Regions from separate parts of the Podarcis muralis genome. Here region 2 is linked to region 1. A link is a contact called in public Hi-C data. All regions are on one chromosome and are shown on one strand. Each heading gives the region's core, a stretch centred on a gene start, on an enhancer-like site or on the middle of the called end of the contact. The rest is flanking DNA. Distances are from core to core; before and after follow the strand shown. Region 1 holds the start of ARL14EPL (ARF like GTPase 14 effector protein like). Region 2 holds the start of TMED7 (transmembrane p24 trafficking protein 7).

What was found. A called contact is a pair of places that touch in the nucleus more often than the background predicts.
Region 2: a contact with region 1 is called in a Hi-C map of blood, with 6 times the contacts expected there. The contact joins the promoter of TMED7 here to the promoter of ARL14EPL in region 1. A contact is called at or near these places in 2 of 3 Hi-C or Micro-C datasets (blood and tail).

The regions. Positions count from the first base shown.
Region 1 is chr11:22,981,932-22,987,560 of rPodMur119.hap1.1, forward strand. ARL14EPL (ARF like GTPase 14 effector protein like) reads right to left here and starts at 3,366. Exons shown (of 5, transcript XM_077936118.1): 1 at 3,265-3,366; 2 at 2,065-2,185. The coding sequence starts at 2,166.
Region 2 is chr11:23,133,517-23,139,145 of rPodMur119.hap1.1, forward strand. TMED7 (transmembrane p24 trafficking protein 7) reads left to right here and starts at 2,272. Exons shown (of 4, transcript XM_028748676.2): 1 at 2,272-2,404; 2 at 2,496-2,715; 3 at 5,290-5,535. The coding sequence starts at 2,524.

The DNA of each region.
Region 1 (5,629 bases), core at 2,116-4,615:
ATGTTGGCTGGGATGAAACGAAGGTCATCTCTGATGGTCCATTCAGAAAAGGAGGCAGGAAGGAACACTGGGGCCTTGGGGTGTAGCAAAAGGTCAAACAAACATTTCAGTTTTCTATCATTTGACCCCCCAACTCTTTGTGACAGCTACAATAGTTCAACTTCTGATTCATACACAACAGCAAGCCAAAATTAGGGGGAAGTGAATCTTAAACATTCTGGCAAAGTCCTTCTGGTAGCACAGGAAGAGGAGGAGGGGGAGAGGCATGAATCCAAAGCTTTGCTTGGAGTTCTTCCAGCTCACGTACATAACACTAAAAGTGTGAACCTGTCCCATGTGGAAGGAAGCGTTAGAATTCCTGCTCCATGATTGCAGTCATGGGATTTTTGTCTTTCACATGACGGTATATGCTTTGACTCCACAGAGTGGGAAGTGACAGAGACAGGATGTTTGTGTTACTGTGTTCTGTGAAGTGGGACTATTGTCCTTTGTTCTTTTTCTCTTTGCTGTCTGATGCTAGAGAGAGAGGGAACCATGTTGCAGTGCTCCGTGTGTGTTTATATGTAAATAAAGTAGATTAGCCAAAATGCTGAGTTGCTGAGGTCTGTCACACGAAATGTGCAAGCTCTGTGGATCCCTAAGTGTGCCGGTGTCGGTTGGCATTGGTCGCTGTGATGTTCGGGCAGAAGAAAGCTTTTGAAGCTCCCGAACGATCGACCAGGAGGGAGGGAACATGCCAGTCAGACATGTGTCTCTGCCAGGGTCCTACTCGAGTGTAGGCTGAGCTCCTGACAGGAAGAGGGGTGGTCAGTAGTGGTCAGTGGAGTACTGCTTATCTAACCTGACACCCGTATGGCTGTGGCTTTCTGGGAGGGGTGAGGCAGCAGCAAGGCTGCCTAAACATGTGAACCTGGTCATTGTAGCAATAAGGATGTACTGGCAGGCAAGCTGTATTGGCTCCAACACCATGCCAACCTCTACTGGAAACAGGAGAAGATATTGGTGGTATTCCAATTTCAAAGCAGCCTTCTCAGAGAGGTTCTACTGGCACCAGTGCTTTTTTTCTGGGGGGACGCAGGGGTACACATACCCCTAAACATTTTGTGAATCTTTGTACTTTTGTCCATTTACTGTACTTATTTTTCCCGATTTGAACAATAAAATGGTCATTTTCTTAAGTCAAAATGAGAATACCCCTAAACATTTTTTTAGAAAAAAAGCACTGCCTGGCACCATCTTTATGAAATTTCCAGCACCAGGTGAAGAGTTATCTATTCTTTAATTAACTCTTTATAATCTCAATCTCTCAGCCTTAAAATGAGTTTTGAATTGTGCTTCAGTGGTTTTTTAAAATTAATTTGTTATAGTTTTTTGTGTTTATACTGTTTTTAAATGTTGTTTTTCCTTTGTGAGACGTCCAGAGAATTCCTGCTATGGGAAAACATTATTATTAATTATTCATATTAATCAAACTTATTAGTTGCCCTTTTACAAAATGCAACTCAAATAAATGCAATAAATAATCAACAGCCTAGTACTTACTGTCTGAAGCTGTGACACATTGTCTCTGAGCTATATATCCCCCCCCTCCCATTAAGATGATGAAGAAAAGTACACATCACTTTATTGACAGCATAAAGTCTATCCTCTATTTCCTTTGTCCCATAAGGACCCTTGTCAGTAGAAAGATGGTTGAAAATATGGGCATCTTGCAGCACTTAGGAATATTGGAGCTGCTAAATAGCTAGGTTGGGGGATCCAAACCTAAGAGAGATCTAGGCATGTTATACATTTGTATCAATACTAAGGTTCCAGACAGATTTCTAACGGGAGGAACCCCCTGGTTGGAAAATGTAAACTTTTATTTTATTGTTATTTACTAAATTTGTATACCACCATTCATCCTCAGGGCAGTTCGCACACACACACACACACACACAAAATACAATATAAAAACCACAGCGTGGATCAACTTAAAATTTCATTTTCTATAGTGTAATTTAGAAAAGAAGACACCTTTTGAAATATAGAAATAAATAATATGTGTGCACTCAGATATCCTACCTGTTGTTTTTGCTCTTTAGTGCAAGTGCTAATTGCTCCTACCAGCCCCGCAGCCGCAGATTGTTCTCCTGCTGGACCATTTCCTTCTGAGGAACCTTCCATTGTCAAAGGTACGCAAAACCTAAAATGGGAGGTTTACAATGTATACAGGTGAGGCATGTGCCAGACTTTAGGCAGCTAAAGATTTTCAAAGATGGCAGCAACGAGACATTTTATAGGGCACATTAACCTAGATACAGAACCCTTTCTCTCCCATAGTAACTGAACCCAGATTTTTTATTATTCATTCTTTCTTACATTACTCCCCTGGCCCTTCAAAAAATCCCACGGATATACTTCATCTCCACATGTTAATTCCTGCAAGAGTACTTCTAAAGCTTCAGAAGGCACAACGAAAATGTTTAAAAAAAAACAACGGCAGATTAGGACAATTTGAGGGCTACTTAATCTAATAACATTATCAGCAAGAATGACAAACAGCCTCGTGGCACATTAAAAAAAGAAACCTAACAAATTTGTTGCGACAGGAAACTACATCAGATGCATATGCCGTAATAATACATTTGTAAGTGTTTAACGTGTCACAAAGCTCTGCTGGCTGTGGGCAAACAAACTAACAGAATTATCAGAAAGCCAGTGACAAGAATACATTAGAGATACAGTGGTACCTCGGGTTAAGAACTTAATTCGTTCCGGAGGTCTGTTCTTAACCTGAAACTGTTCTTAACCTGAAGCACCACTTTAGCTAATGGGGCCTCCTGCTGCTGCCGCGCCACCAGAGCACGATTTCTGTTCACATCCTGAAGCAAAGTTCTTAACCTGAGGTACTATTTCTGGGTTAGCAGAGTCTGTACCCTGAAGCGTCTGTAACTTGAGGTACTACTGTATATTAAAAGGTATTGAAGCCAGTACAGTGGTACCTCGGGTTAAGAACCTAATTCTTTCCGGAGGTCCATTCTTAACCTGAAGCACCATTTTAGCTAATGGGGCCTCCCACTGCCACCACACAATTTCTGTTCTCATCCTGAAGCAAAGTTCTTAACCCGAGGCACTATTTCTGGGTTAGTGGAGTTTGTAACCTGAAGCATCTGTAACCTGAAGCATCTGTAACCCGAGGTACCACTGTGTACTATAAAGGTCTACAAATGTTCACTTGGCTTTCTAGCCAAGCCACCAACAATCCTCAGTACTAATTCTAACCTCACCCACCACCTCCCTGGCCCGTGCAGAAGACGACTGCTGAAAGACACCAGGTTTTTGGGGTACTGCAATAAGGATAAGCTTTTGGTTTCTACCCCTGATGTGTAAGTCTGAGCCTGTCTTCCCTAATCCGAAGCCCTCCAACTATATTGGACTACAACTCCCATCAGCCCCACCCAACATAGAGGACTCAGGAAGGAGGCGGAGCCTGGCCTGAATTGCACCAGAAATCTAGCTGAGATTAAAAAAAAGAATATGAGGAGATATGGCGGCTGCTTTTATTCTTAGGCAAATTAGCTGCAGGCGTGAGAGCCTCTCTGAGGCTGCCTTGGGGGTCTCTCCCACCAAGCCCCCAACCCTTGAGGAGATCTAGATACTATATATGCTATATACTAATCTCCTCAAGGGGGTGGGGGCTTGGTGAGAGAGACCCCCAAGGCCGCCTCAGAGAGGCTCTCACGCCTGCAGTTAATTTGGCTTAGAATAAAATAAAATATATGTTTGGCTAAGAATATATTATAAAATATATATTTGGAGATTACACACACAGGGTTTCTTTCAGGTCAAGTTTTTTACCAATCAGGAATGGAGGTCATGGAAATAAGCTGAATAAATCAGGAGCTGGAATTGGGCCAATGTGCTTTCCTGTCCCCGTTCCTCTGCACCAAAACAAAAATCTTCCAGGATTTGTTAAAGGCTGCTTCTCCTTGTGTGTATAAGCCCTTCTTCCTCTCATCCCACCTCACTTCAGAGAACAATGTATCTGGCTTCTCCCTCTTTATAGTCAGAAAGCTCAGTTAATTGCAGGGACTTCTATCCATTCTAACTATATATTTTCATTTCTTTTTGTATATAATTTTATTAAGTTTTCTGTTTTACAATTTAAAACACTCATTTTACATCTTTAAGATACCAATTACTTCCCTTCTTCTCTTTCCATGGTTCATTTTGCATATCATAAACCCCTCATATTTTACAAATAAACTATTCCATTATTGCACCCATCCAAACTTGTCTACACTGTTGAATTTATCTTAACGCTTCCAGCGTTTTCAGCTGTACACAATTATTTCCCATATATTCAATAAACCTTTTCCAATCTTCTTTAAATGTATGTTCTTTTTGTTCTGTGTGTTAAATCTGCAAGTTGTGCACGTTCTGTCAACTAAAGTTGTTGCCATTCTTCTTTAGTTGGGACCTCGCCCGTTTTGCATTTTGGGGTAATTGCAGGGACTTTTTAATGACGAAACAGCTTTAGACAGCTTTCCTTAAAGGTGACGATATTTCCAAAATATAAGATAAAAAACAAATAAACTAAAACCTACATACAGCAACAATGTTTTGTGTTGTGTAGGCTCCTATGGTATAAGTAATGGGCCCCGCCTGCTCGCCTGCTCCCTAAAATATCACTGGTTTTCTCATTTCTATATCAATTACTTTGATAAAACACATATTCTGTTATCTGCAAATGGCTTTAGATACCTATTAGGTTCATAAATTACCATATAGCACATATTCAACACAAAAAGCAGCGGCAATTTGTTGTTGACAAAGGACAGCTGGACATATAAAGGGCCCCATTACCTTCAGTAGCTGAGGGCCTCATCAAACCTAAATCTGGCTCTGAGCAGGGCGCGTCGTTTTAAGGGGTGAAATTTATTTCCCCCAAAATTTATTCAGTGAGGAGGTCTTTAAAATATTGTTTTTGGGTGTGAAAAATTCAAACCTGCTTTTTTTGTGACTGGACAACATTTAGCTTAGTAAATTTAAGATTACCACAGAACCACAGAATTGCAAAATTGGAAAGGACCACAAGGTCCAACCCCACATTGCAGGAATCAGTGTGGGGCTGGAACCCACAGCCCTGAGATTAAGAGTCTCCTAAGAACTGCTTTCAGAAAACCAAAGAATTTTAATTTTACCTTCTGAAAACGTCAGGTAATATAGAATACGTAACTGCAAATACTTGGCCATGCTTTTTAACAACTTCTGTGCAATTTCTCACACATTTTACTTACCAAGCAAAACTAAATTATATTATTTTAACCCGAATATGTTTTGAATTCCCAAGTCGCGTTAGAACTTTTTAGCACCCTTCGCTTTTGGAAGCTGGAAGTTTAAAAAGTCCACACACCCAACTCTCACATTTCATTTACCTGCAAATGTTTTATTTTTATCTGAAACTCATGTGCTGCCCTGTTGCATAATGCCCAAAAGGGAAACACCAAACTCCATTTGCAGTGATGAGGCCAAAAACACTGGCACCTAAGACAAAAAATCCAAATGGTGCTCTCAACTGTGGTAAAAAATATATATATATAAAACTAAGTAACTGACAATTTGCTGTTTTTAAATGGTACTCAAA
Region 2 (5,629 bases), core at 1,022-3,521, 150 kb after region 1:
AAGTACCCTGGAGTGTGATGTTGCCAGGGTGTTTGAGGCAGTCAAACGGAAGGAGGGAAGGAGGAAGCAGTGGAGAAATGTTAATGAAAATTATTGAGATGCTGCCTGGTAAGGTTGGCTTATTGTGCAAAACAGATGAGGGAGAAGCTTGGTTATGTAAGTTACCACCAGGAGAGAGACAGTCAAAAGGACTGGCCCTTGCAAGAGTCAGGCTATTGGTCCATGAAGGCTTCCCGGAGTTGTATGCTGGATTTAAACCAGAGATCCTCTGCATGCAAAATGTAAGGTGTTCCACCTGGCCAGGGCTCCTTAATGTGATCATGGCATCTTTGAGTAGTTTTTGGGCTGGGAGCAAGAGGGAGCAGGCACCCTTCCCCCTTTTCCCCTGGCGGGTCCTGAATTCCCATCTCCTGCTTCTCAACTCTGTGCATATCTGTATTTCTCATTGTTGATTCTTCATCTGGCCCTTTCCCTTTGGCGGTGTGACCCCCCCCCCAGTCTTTCCCTCCCTGGGTGGGATCAGAATCCTAGGGGTGATTTATATACACTTTGCAGGTACTCTGCCCAGGGAGCTTAGGCGTAAGTTGTATTACATGGCCTCTCCTTCCTTCCAGATAGTTCTTGTGAGAAGCATAAGGGATTCAAACCTCTACCCACAGAGATAGCTGGAGACTTGCTATACTATGGGCATTGCTGGCTGTGTGCCTGGGAGTGATGACTTGAGAGTGCTCTGGCATCACTGTACATGCAACAATGCTGGGGGCATGTCCTTGTTGTGGACTCTTTTGTCGGCAGTACATCTCCTGATTGTAGAGCATTCACAGTCCATTGAGGGTTGCTGGGGCACTGCCTGCTATTTCATACCACTTTTCTATGTTTTGTGTTTCCCTCCTTCTGTACCAAACTGAGCACAGGTAGAATATGGTGGCCATCCTGGTGGAATTTCACCCCCCCCCCCCGCTCAGGTATAGAGTAAAAGACTGCTTTATTCAGTAAAGGTTTGCCTTCCCCCCAGGTGATTTAAATTAATTGGCAAAGCCCAGTAGTATGGTTTTTTAATTGGAAATTAACTATACTTGCAGGTTAACCAAGTGAGTTACTTCATCACACTAAATTCTTACCGTTTGTAGATAAAAAAATGGATCATCTGCTTATTCTTTAAGAGAGATGCTTAGCAGAAAAAATGTCTGGATAACCTAACCAAGCAACAAGCAGTCTGTGCTCCTCGTATTATTAAATCATGAGCAGCAGAGTAACAATGCAGTAAGCTTTTGAATCAAGAGTTTCCTCCAGTGGTTTTAAGGTCTGCTGATTTGTTCTCAATGCTTCAGAAATCAGAGAGCGTTATAGAACTAGACAGGAAGCTTATAAACACTGTGGCTTTTCCCCAAGAGGTGGCAGCAACTTCAAAATTAGTCCCTTGGGTATTCAGAGGAAATAAGAGTATCACTTTTCATCTTCGTCAAGGACACTTATGTCAGCAATTGCAATCTAATAAAAACCTACGGGGTTGGGTGGTTTTTTTTTAGAACGGGGAAAATTATTTTTTTATCTAGTGTTTTATCTTCACATCAGCGATTTGAATAATGAGGGGTAGTGACCCTATTTTATTGCAAGGGTTGGCTAACTGAACTTAGTTTAAAGGATTTAATTTTTCATTGCTGTTATTAGTGCAATGGTTTTTAAAAAATAAAGTTTTATATAAAAAACATTGATTGTAAGTCACTGTGTGGACAGACATCTTTTGAATGTCAGCATATACTTTTAAAAAAATGAACCATGTGAACTCCTTGGAGAAAAAGGTGGGGTATAAATGCAGAAAACGAATGAACGCTGAGGTAAAATAAAATTATTTTAAGTACATACATAAGTCAACAAACACCCAGTGAGTTCAATGGGACTTACTCACTGATTATATGTGTTTAGGTGTATCTGCCAGCGAAGAAAAAAGCGTTTACACACATCCAGAGTGAGGGGTGCGACTTCCACACGCCGCCCTTCGGCGCCTCTTTCTCCACCTCAACTGAGCACAGGCCGCCGCCGCCGCCGCCTCTTTCCCGCTTCCCAGAAAACTCCCTCACCCGCCCTATCGGCCGTCACCCGGCAACATCCAATCAGCGCCTCGCCTGGAAAGCGCCAATAAGAACGTCTCGCGGCTGGCGTGGACTCGTTCTAGCTCTCCTAGCTCCCTCAAGCCCCGCCCGCCTCTTTTGCCTAGTCCCCGCCCCCTCCCCCTTCTCCCTTCAAAGAACACCACGTCTACAATTGACAACTCACCCGGAAGTTTCTGCTGCCGGAGCCCGGTCACTTCCGGGTCGTCGGCTCCGCTTCGTTCCCCTCCTTTTTTTTTTTCCTTCGGCCACGCCGCAGGTGGGAACCGGCTTACATCCGGCTCCCTTCGCAGGTGAGGTTGGGGTGCGACGCCCACCTTCGCTAGGCCTCGGGCGAAGCCGACGCTTTGATCTCACTTTCCTTTCTCGCTTTTCGCTTTTCAGTTCACCCTTCAGCGCTTGCGGCCGAGAGATGTTGCTGAGGAGCTGGCAGGGCCCCGGAGCCTCCCTGAGGTTGCCGGCTGCGGCGCTGCTGCTGCTGCTGCTGCTCAACCTGGGCTGGTCTGTCCGCGCCTCGGAGATCACCTTCGAGTTGCCAGATAACGCCAAGCAGTGCTTCTATGAGGAGATCGTGCAGGGCACCAAGTGTACCCTGGAGTTCCAGGTAAGGGCGCCTCGCACGCCAGACAGGCCCTTGTTTCTTGTGAGAGCTGTCTTTTAGTTGCCTGCCTTTGGGTTATTCTAGAATACCTCAGGTTAAGTACTTAATTCGTTCCGGAGGTCCGTTCTTAACCTGAAACTGTTCTTAACCTGAAGCACCACTTTAGCTAACGGTGCCTCGTGCTGCTGGAGCAGATTTCTGTTCTCATCCTGAAACAAAGTTCTTAACCTGAAGCACTATTTCTGGGTCTGTAACCTGAAGCGTCTGTAACCTGAGGTACCACTGTAAGTGCTTTGGTGTAATTAGAGGCAGGCGCGCGTGGCGCTGTGGGTTAAACCACAGAAGCCTAGGACTTGCCAATCAGAAGGTCGGCGGTTCGAATCCCCGCAACGGGGCAAGCTCCCATTGCTCAGTCCCTGCTCCTGCCAACCTAGCAGTTTGAAAGCACATCAAAGTGCAAGTAGATAATTAGGTACCACTCTGGCGGGAAGGTAAACGGTGTTTCCGTGCGCTGCTCTGGTTCGCCAGAAGCGGCTTAGTCATGCTGGCCACATGACCCGGAAGCTGTATGCCGGCTCCCTTGGCCAACAAAGCGAGGTGAGCGCCGCAACCCCAGAGTCGGCCACGACTGGACCTAAAGGTCAGGGGTCCCTTTACCTTTACCTAGGCAGGCAATATTGTGATTTAAAATTACCCCCTAAAGCAGACACTGAAAAGCCAACGTGGAGCGGGGAGATCTACCTTCTTGTCTTCTTTTTTGCAGCTTTTTATGTTTAGGTTCCTGCATTGCAAGGAGTTGGGCTAGATAAGCCTTGGGGACCCTTCCAATTCTACAATTCTGTGTTCCTCAAATGAGGGGTGGGGTGGGGCACAAATAGGGAATTCTTCCCTTTCTGCTGCTGCTTGTAGAATGCAAACAGGTGGTTCAGGAACTCTTTTTCCAGTTAACTTTGGTTTGGTTATTTCAGTTCTTGCATTTAATCTTCAAAGGATAATATAAATGTGTACTGATATCTTTCCTTGTGTGATGTTTCAGTATATCTCGTGTGTCTGTCTGTATCCACTCACTGTTTTATATTGTGCCTAAGGTTCTGTTTTATTTCTCTGTGTATGTTAATTTGTGAGTGCTCGGCCCTGAAAGGTAACTATTAAGCAATTGAAATTTAAAAAGTGGGAGATGTAATTGAAATAGTCAGATACTGTCTAAGATAACATGTTGAGATGTTTCAAAGTGATCCTCATGAGAGAAAAGAGAGGTCCAAGTTTATTTAAATGCTTGCATGAGTAAAGGGCATATAACACCAACTGCCTGTTGCAGTTTTCAGTTGGAGAACACAGTGACTCCTTGGATCTCTCTGGTGCAGCTGCATCTGTTCAAAAGTAAACGGTAGCAATTTTTTGGCTTTCAAACCATCAGATCTAGTGTCCTTCAATACTTGCACTATGCTGTGCATAGAAAAGAGAATAATATTAAATAAGTTTGAGTTAGGTTAAAGGAATGCAGTATAACTTATAGGTCGGAAAAATATATACAACCAATTGTTACTCACATGGCCCAGTAAAATGCATCAATTGTTGGGTGTAATCCAATAAGAACGTATGCGTTCTGGTGTGTTTCACACTTTCGACTACTTTCTGAAAACTAATGGGAAAGATTGCTACCATAAGTTATTTCTTTGTGTGCTGCCAAGGCAGAAATTTGAAAAGAATCAAGGAAGTTCAACATGTATTACTATTCCTGTTTTCTTTTTTAACAAGCAGAGACATTGGAATATAAAACCTAAAGCCAGATTGCTACATTACTCCGGCTACCACTTCTCTGCAAACTGGCAATGAGATGGAGCAGTGGACAGCAGAGATCAGTAGTTAGGGGAGGGGTACTTAACCTTTAACCCCACTGCCCCCACTAGTGTTTCAGATTTTTGTTTCTGAAACATGTGAATGAAACCCAGGGGTAGTATGTCAAATAGTGTTTTCTGTTAAAGATGTTCACCAGGTGTGACCTAAAATGTCCAGCAATACATTTCTTTGCTACCCAGCCTGAATGGTGAATCATCTCATCGTTAAATGGAAACAAAGGGAGCATTCCTTATTATGCAATCAGGCAACACCAGTTCTGTGAAGCCACAGAACACTGACCTATTTGACAACTTTAGATTGCCATGCTACCTACTTCCTCATTCCTTCCACTCAGCAAGGTAGTACAGTGTTGTGCTTCTGCAAATCCCCCCACCGCTGTTTGGGTTGAGCAATTTTAGACCGTTATTCCCATATATCGAATTGACTTTACTGAGAGAATGTTTCAAATAAAGAAGGTTTAGGAGATGGTGTTAAAGCAGTAAAATAGGTACCATCTCGCTGGTGTCTTCCACGCATAGCTATGTGGGGAATTAGTGTTATAAGTGGTCCCTTTTCTTGGCTCTCTTTATAGCTTAATACTCTTCATATGCCGGAGCTGAACTGCCTTTAATCATTGTACCTGATGCTATGGGTTTCCCCCTTTCTTATGGAAGGATATTTTGCTAGGGAGGGTGATATGGCTGACTATTCCAAGTACCAGTTTTCTTTGTTCCATAGGTGATCACTGGAGGGCACTATGATGTTGACTGCCGCTTAGAAGATCCAGACGGCGTTGTGCTATACAAAGAGATGAAGAAACAATACGATAGCTTCACCTTTACCGCATCCAGAAATGGGACGTACAAGTTTTGTTTCAGCAACGAGTTTTCTACCTTTACACACAAAACAGTGTACTTCGACTTCCAGATTGGAGATGATCCGCCTCTGTTTCCTAGCGAAAACAGAGTTACTGCACTTACTCAGGTAGTTACACAACTGAGTATAAATATAAAGTTAGACTTTAATTCTCATACCACCAATTAGAATTTTGAGTTTTGCTGCCTTTGGAAGACGGGCA